Linked DNA regions of Sminthopsis crassicaudata: region 1 is linked to region 2. The links are chromatin contacts, called in public Hi-C maps. All regions are on one chromosome and are shown on one strand. Each heading gives the region's core, a stretch centred on a gene start, on an enhancer-like site or on the middle of the called end of the contact. The rest is flanking DNA. Distances are from core to core; before and after follow the strand shown.

Region 1 (3,882 bases), core at 614-3,113, 140 kb after region 2:
TGGAGTCCACAGCCTTTCAAACTTCCCCAAAGAAGATCTATCCCGGCCAGTAAAACTCAGTGCGGATTGCGGACACTTCATGCTAACCAGTCGGTTTTGTTAGTTGCAGTAGCCGTGAAAGTTCACCCCCTAGTGGTCAATCTTGTGGTGGCGTCACTAGATAAACTAAATAATCAGAAGTTCAATTTAGGTGTTTTTGCTGTTCTGGGGGAGGGGAGGAAAGTCAAAACCGACGGGCAGAGGAAGCTCATAAGCTAATAACAGGGACAACAAATAATTCCATTTTAGGCTTCAGTGAGAGGCAGTGTCCGTAACTTGGTCATGTGCCACGGCAGGTGTTAGGAAAGGTGGAGCGTGTTCAAAAGCTAATCCAGGAACAAATAGCCAAATTCCCGAGCTCCCAGGTCAAGGAGAGAATACTTCAAGCAGCCAGAAACAAACCCATTCGGATGGCATGAAGCCACAGGGAAAGGAGCTGAGGGCTTGGAATACGATATGCAGGAAAGCCACAGAGCTAGGGTTAGGTAACCGAGGAGCGGTAACCATGCCCGCGGGGGTGTTAGGAAAGGTAGAGCATGGTCCAAGGGAGGGACTAGAACCGTGGGGAAGCAGAGGCTTCTCTAGGAAGACTTAAGGAATCCCATGGGGAGAAGGAAGCTGTCCAAGGTATCACTCCCGGCCGCCTCCAATGCGGTCTCCGCATTCCCACTCTCCGAATCAGCTTTCCCATGGATACAGTTCTAACCCTCTAGATCCTTCTCCTCCTCGGCTCAGTTCGGCGGGACGACTTCCCATCCCGCGTGGCCCAACGCCGGGTCCGTGCAGGAGGTTCTGTCTACACCTGTTTCCCCATTCTCCCGGTTGCTGAAATGACGAATCGGTTCCAGGTGCACATTCCCATCCACGCGGGGCACTTCCCACCCGGAAGGGGCAGGCGTCCTTCCAGTTTTGTTTTTCCGCCCCCCCCCCCCAGAACAGCACGCACAAAGCAGGCTTGTGGTAAATGTCTCAGATTTGGGGGAGGGTCTCTCCCCTATTTCACCAGAATTGAGCTCAGCTAATGTGAGCAGGGAGCAAGAGCCGATGGGCGGGGTTTCTTATCTGGTTCTCGGACCCCTGCCCAGTCATCCTTTCTGTCTGGAACTAGAGACGCCCCCTTTCTTCGAGCCGACCCCTCCCCCCCTCAGGTCCTGGCTCCCACTGCCTCCAGGCCGAAATGACGACCCTCCCAGGGATATGAAGGCCTTTCCTAAGTTAGCAACGCCGCGCAGTGGGCTGCGCCTCCTAAGCCCGAGCTTTAGCCTGCACGGGGCCAAGTCCGCACTGCACCCCCTCCCATCTTCTCTCAGTGCCCCTCCCCCGGGCCAGCCAGTACCCACGGGGGTCAGCGAGTCCTCCCGCCCCTGCTTAGGGTTTTCTCGAGGACAGCCACAGTTTGGGGTTTGTCTGTTTTCCCAGCATTTAGCTCGGGGCCTGGCGCACAGAAGGCGCTTAATTAAGTGGCGGCCTTCGGCCTCCGAAGGGAGCTTGGGGGATGAGTAGGAGTCCCGTTACCGCTCCGCCCCTCAAGGCCGCCATTTCACCAGCTGAAAAGAGGCAGGGCCCCAGGTGGCAACGCCCTTAGCGGCCCCTGAGGGGATGGCAACTAGCCCGCCCCTACGGGGCACTGCCTTCGGCGCCGCCGGGGAGGGACGAGGGACTTCGCTACGGGTCGCTCCCGGAGCCACGCTTCCTCGAAAGAGCGCATGCGTGCTCGATCCCAGCCTCTTAGATCGCTCGCGAGATTACAGCCGCGGCACTTCTCGCGAGCTTTCCCCTCCTCCTTCGCTCGCCCGCTCGCTTCTCTTTCTTTGTTCCCACGTCTGGAGGGTCTCGCGGGAGCCTAGCGCGGGGGGGAGCGCGAGGGGGCCGTGGCCGTGGCTGTAGCCGTGGCGGCAGCTCTCGCGGTGTTTGCGCGGCCCTCCCCCTGCCCTCCGGGATCCCCCCTCCCCCCAGCTCCGCTCGCTTCCCCTCCCCGCAGGGAGAATATGGTCGCCGGCGATGGACACCCCCAGTGCAGGTCAGTCCGCGCCGGCCCCGGCCCCGGCCCCGCGTCCTTCGGCGGGCCCTGCCCGGCGCGGGCCCCGCCTCGAGCCGCCCCCGGGCCCCGGCCTCGGGCCGCGCTCCCCTCTGCGAGCCGGGCTGGGGCCGGAGTCATGTCCGTCTCCGGGCCCCGGGGCCTCGCAGGCCGCGCTGGGCCCGACTCTTCCTGCCCGGGCCGAGGACCCTCAGGGAGGTAACCCGGGCCTTGCCTTCGGGCGGCGCATAGGTCACCGAGCAAGCTCCGGTCTTCCTCCGCTCCTCCCCCTCCAAGCACTTAGACAGCACCGGGGGTTTGCCCGGACCTGCCTGCCCGGGGGAGGGGGGGAGTGCCCAGAGAGGAGCGACCTTCCTTCACCCCGCAGCCCGTGTTTGGGCCCTTCTTTATCTTGGGCCTCGGGGCACCAGGGGCATCTCGCCATCCTTAGCCCATTGAACAGATGGGGAAACTGAGACTGGGAGCAGCGCCCTCCTCCCCATTCCTCTGACTTCCTTGTTGCTCCCTGTGGAGGGTGAGCTTCCCTGGGCCCCTTGTCCCTGCACACAGTAGTCGATTAATAAATGCAGGTTCTGAATCGCCACCATGACAGCTCCCTCTGTCTCTTTTTCCAGCCACCAAAAAAGCGCCCCTTCATTTCGGGCCTTAGCCACACACACTAATTAAGCACCGACTGCTGCGGAGCGGGGTACCAGGAACAGCCCGCCCCGTCTGCGGCCTGCCCCCAGCATTCCTTAAGCCCTTGCGGCTTCCCCCCAAGGGCCCTCACCTACGAAGGCGGGGTCGTGCATGTAGTAGGCGCCTAATGTTGGTGGATCTGAACCTCTGCCCCCTTCAGTGGCTCCGGTGAGCCTCAGCCCTGGGCGGAGTGACCCAGCGGTGGGGGGTGGGGGTCCGGAGAGCCGAGCTCTGGCCTGGGGGATCGGGCTGGTCGGGGAGCATCCTCCGCACCGGTCTGGAGAAAGCTGCGGGTCCTGGGGCAGCTGGTGCGTCCTAGGAGGTGAGGTGGGCCAGGAGCACCGCCTGAGCGTGGGACCCCCGTGGTGGATGGGGGCTTGGGAGGACGGCTCTGTCCCGGGGAGTCCGGTACTGCCCTGGGGGCCACCCTGCGCTGGGTCTGTGGAAGGCTAAGGGGCCCGGGTGGGACCCCCACGGGCTGTCTGCCTGAGCTCTGGGGGGCCGCCCTGCGCTGGTCTGCAGGGGCCTGGGTGGGCCCCCCACGGGGCTGTCTGCCTGAGCTCGGGGGGCCGCCCTGGGGCCTGGGTGGGACCCCCACGGGGCTGTCTGCCTGAGCTCTGGGGGCCACCCTGGGGCCTGGGTGGGGACCCCCACGGGGCTGTCTGCCTGAGCTCTGGGGGCCGCCCTGGGGCCTGGGTGGGACCCCCACGGGGCTGTCTGCCTGAGCTCTGGGGGCCGCCCTGGGGCCTGGGTGGGGACCCCCACGGGGCTGTCTGCCTGAGCTCTGGGGGCCGCCCTGCGCTGGGCTGCAGGGGCCTGGGTACAGAACCCCCGAGCGGTGATGGTAGGTCAGGGGTCCCAGAGCCCCGGCCTGAGCTCTGGGGGAGGGGGCGTTGGCCTGTGCTGCCCCACTCCCCCGCTGGCCTGGGGGGCGGGGCCCAGACCTGTACCTGTACGGAGTTGCTGACTTTTCCTCTCCCCCAGGAAGCGCCTTTGAGGACTTTCTCGAAGCCCTGCCCGAGCGCCCCGCCGGCCGGTTCTTCAACCTCCCCAAGCTCGGAGGCACCCAGTATGGTAATGTCTCCGGGGCCGGGGGGCGCCACGGGTCTCTTGCTTGATGTTCGGGT
Region 2 (3,477 bases), core at 974-3,473:
CAGAGAGGGGCAGGCTATGGAGGGAGTTTGCAGGCAGAATGAATTCCCCCAAGGATGACGTGGGAGGTCCTTGAGTCTGTTCCAATCGTTATTTACAAAATTTACCTATCTGGCCCCATGCCTCCACTAGCGGAGGGGTTTGGAGCCGCTAGATTACCTTTCTATTCAAACCAAGCCCAAAACGTTAAAACAGCTTTAAGCCGGACAAGAAAAGGCGATTTTTAAAAAGGAGGAGGGGGCTGGCGAGCTCCCTAAGAGCACGAATCCGGCCCGGGCACAGTCGTGCACTTAGAGGTCCCTGGAGGAGTAAAATGCTCTCTCCCAGACCAGGCCTGTGACCTCCCTGTCCCAGGGGGATCTGGTGAAGCGTTCCTTTCACCCCGCGCACACATCTACATTCTGCTGCTTTCCGGGAGAAAGGACCCCGGTTTCCGTACCTTGTTCTTGCTTGAAGAGAATGCTGTACTGTAAAAGAAGAGGAATCCCATTACACAGAGAAGAGCCGCCAAAGCGGGGCCTCGGTCAGCCCGCGCTCCCACAACCTCTTACCAGGGGTTCTCAAGCCCCGGCCCAGGCCCGGGTTAGGGCAAACGGGCTGCGGGCGGAGGCAGTGAGAGCCCTTGTTTTTACCACAGTCCGCCCTCCCACTCTGAGGGACAGCGACCTGGCCCCTAAGTAAAAAGTGTGAGGACCGCTGTCAGGCTTCTGAGGCCAAAGGAACAAAGGCCTGGGCCCGGAGGCACCTCGGAGCTTCTTCCCGCTTACTCCCCTCTGGCCCAAGAAAAGCTGGAGCAGCCCAGGGCCTGCGGGCATTCGGGATAGATACTCAAGCAAACACTTCCGATGGTAAAGCATCACCCTGCGCTTGGGGCCCGGAAGCACATTTGGGAAACCCCCAGTAAAAGACGGTGCCCGAGGGAAGAGGTCCTGGGGATAGCTCAGTGCCCAGTATATGCTCAGTGTGTCACTGTCACTGGCCGGCAGGACTCCTCCAGCCTTTTTGAGCCCTCCTCCGTGACCCCGTTTGGGGTTCGAGCCCTGGGAGGAGCTGCTATTCCTCCTCCAAGCCGCTTCACAGAGGAGGGGGGGGGGGAGCTGGCCGCCCCCCACCGCAAGATTACTCTGCACACGTGGTGGCCCCGGGGGGGCGGGGGTGTCACGGCGAGCAGAGGAGGGGGCTGGGCTTCGGGGCGGGGTCACACATCCCCTTACCTGGACGCTCATTTCTTCAGGCCAGGAGAATCAGCACAGGCGGACTGTTCTGAGAAAAGGAGGCGTTTTAGGGGCAGCGCGGGTGGAAGTTGCCCCTCTATCCCCTGGTCAAGCCCCTTCCTTGGTCCTATCCCCTAGTCCCTGGGCATGGAGCACTCTCCGGCGGGCGGGCAGCAGGGTCTGAGGCGGACTTCCCGCTCCCCGCTCTACCCTTTCCCTGACAGACGCCGCCCCCCAAGGGAGTAAGTCGCCCCTCTGCCGGGCCCCCAGGCTCCCCGGCCCCTGACTCACCAGCTCCGGGATTCCTCGCAGCGGTGCTCGGTTTAACCTCTTCCTTAGAGACAGCGGCGCCGGTTTATGACGTCGATCTGAGTACGGCGGCGCGCGCGCAGAGATGACGACGAGCCTCCGGGTGCGCGCCACGCGGCACTGTGGAGTCCGTTCGCTCCGGAATGGGCTCTGGAGGAAAGGAAAGAAGAGACGACCCTCAGGCCACGCCTCTTAGATTAAGGAGCAGAAGTGCCCGCCCTCCTCCCCGCCCCTCCAACTCCCCTCTCCCGGGGCTCTAAAGCAAGAGTCAGAGAGGGAGCGGCCCAGGCCCCACCTACTACGGCCAGGCCCCGCCTCTTTCTCAAGAGGCGAAGAGATAGCGAAAGAGGAGGAAAGCCTGGAACGGCTTTCAGGCCGCGCCCATTCGTCCTTACTCCGCCTCCGTTTGGGGGGCCCCGCCCCTCTCTCACACCACTTGGAAGGGGGGAAATAAACCCGGCTGAGGCAATGGGAGGAGCGAGAGCGTGAACTCAGCCACAGCGAAGTGCGGGGCCGCCGGGAGACAGTCCCGGGACCCGCCCTCGGGTTCCACCTGAAAAGGGAGGGCAAGGCCCTGACTTCTCCCCACGCACCGGGCGGTCAACTCAGCTTCTGGGAGCCCTAGGCCGCGACGTCCGACTGAAGCAGCCGAGTGTCTGCATGTGTGCTGGAAGCTTCTACGCCGAGAGTTCCTCAGCGAGCGCGACCAATGGGCAGTGCGCTGCCTCCCGGTGGGAGGGGCTTCAGCCCCCGCGTGGCCGGGCTCCGGCAGCAAAGTTCATTCCACCTGCGCTACTTGGATTTCACCCGCTTGCGGTCAATTTCGCCTTCTAGATATCAGTTTCACCTTTGCAGCTTCCCTTGTACCCGCCCCCGCCTCTCCTCGCCTGTCACCCGCATCATTGCGTTAGGCTTGGAGCCTGTCTCTCCACTCCTCCTCGAAAGGGCAGGTCTGACGGTCACTCTCCTACTCCATAAACTCCCGTGGCTCCCTACTGCCCGCAGACGCAAATACGCATTCTGTTCGACTTTCGAAGCCCTCCGCGACGTGCTCCCGCCCCCTTTCCATTTTCTACAGGAAGAGTGTCTCGTGGGACCCGAAGGCAGAGAGGGGGGATCTCGTGGTTCCGTTTTTAGTTATATTAAAGTCCATTTCACCCCCTCTCCACCCCCGACACAATGCCCTCTCCATGAGTCTCCTGGCTAGAGAGAGGGCTCCAAGGCCTGGCGGGAGATGCTAACAGGGCCCTTTATTCTAGCCCTTAGCGCTCTTGTTTGCACAGGTTAGTTTCAGGCGGGCGGGCGACCTGCACGGAGCACCGGCGCGGCTCAGCGGCTGGAGGTGCCCAGGCAGAGCGGCTCAGACTCACCCGGGGCCCGCGACCCAGCCTCTTGGTCTCCGCCTCAGCTTCCCAACTGTAAAATAAAGGATAGCAAATAAGATGATATTGATTACCATTAACGCTAATTAATGTTAGTGCCGAGCGCCAAGCATCGCGCTTGACCTAGTAGGCGCTCTGTAAAGTACACACGCATACATGTACTATTATCGTGCTGTTACTGTTGTTGTCTTTGCTTTTCTCTGTATCCCCAATACTTAGCCCAGTGCCCAGTGCCTGGCACACAGTAGGTGCTTAATAAATGCCTTTTTTTTTTTTTTTTTGGTTTAAAGATGCCAGTGAGGAGCCTGGCAGGTTTTAAGCTGATTGAGGCGAGGTACTTCCCCCAAGGAGACGCCAGGTGGCACCCTAGACCCAGGTCTGCACAGAGTCACGAAGCATTTCTAATCTGGTCTCGGACGCGTAACAGCTCCGCGAGCTCTATCAGCCTCCGTTTCCCCATCCATAAAGTGGGGATGATCACATAATCTATTTCATTTCAAGAACAAGACATGTTTAATATATGTAAATGACTGTAAAGTTTAAAGCTCTAAATTCATTTTTATTACTTTCCTCT

Evidence for each region. Hi-C and Micro-C count contacts between places; a contact is called where the count stands out from the background.
Region 1: a Hi-C map of fibroblasts shows a contact between it and region 2, with 6 times the contacts expected there. The contact joins the promoter of IREB2 here to the promoter of SKIC8 in region 2. A contact is called at or near these places in 2 of 2 Hi-C or Micro-C datasets (fibroblasts and hippocampus).

The regions. Positions count from the first base shown.
Region 1 is chr2:630,684,672-630,688,553 of ASM4859323v1, forward strand. IREB2 (iron responsive element binding protein 2) reads left to right here and starts at 1,864. Exons shown (of 22, transcript XM_074296467.1): 1 at 1,864-2,059; 2 at 3,740-3,829. The coding sequence starts at 2,041.
Region 2 is chr2:630,543,874-630,547,350 of ASM4859323v1, forward strand. It overlaps SKIC8 (SKI8 subunit of superkiller complex), which reads right to left and starts at 2,224. Exons shown (of 12, transcript XM_074296465.1): 1 at 2,115-2,224; 2 at 1,504-1,671; 3 at 1,213-1,261.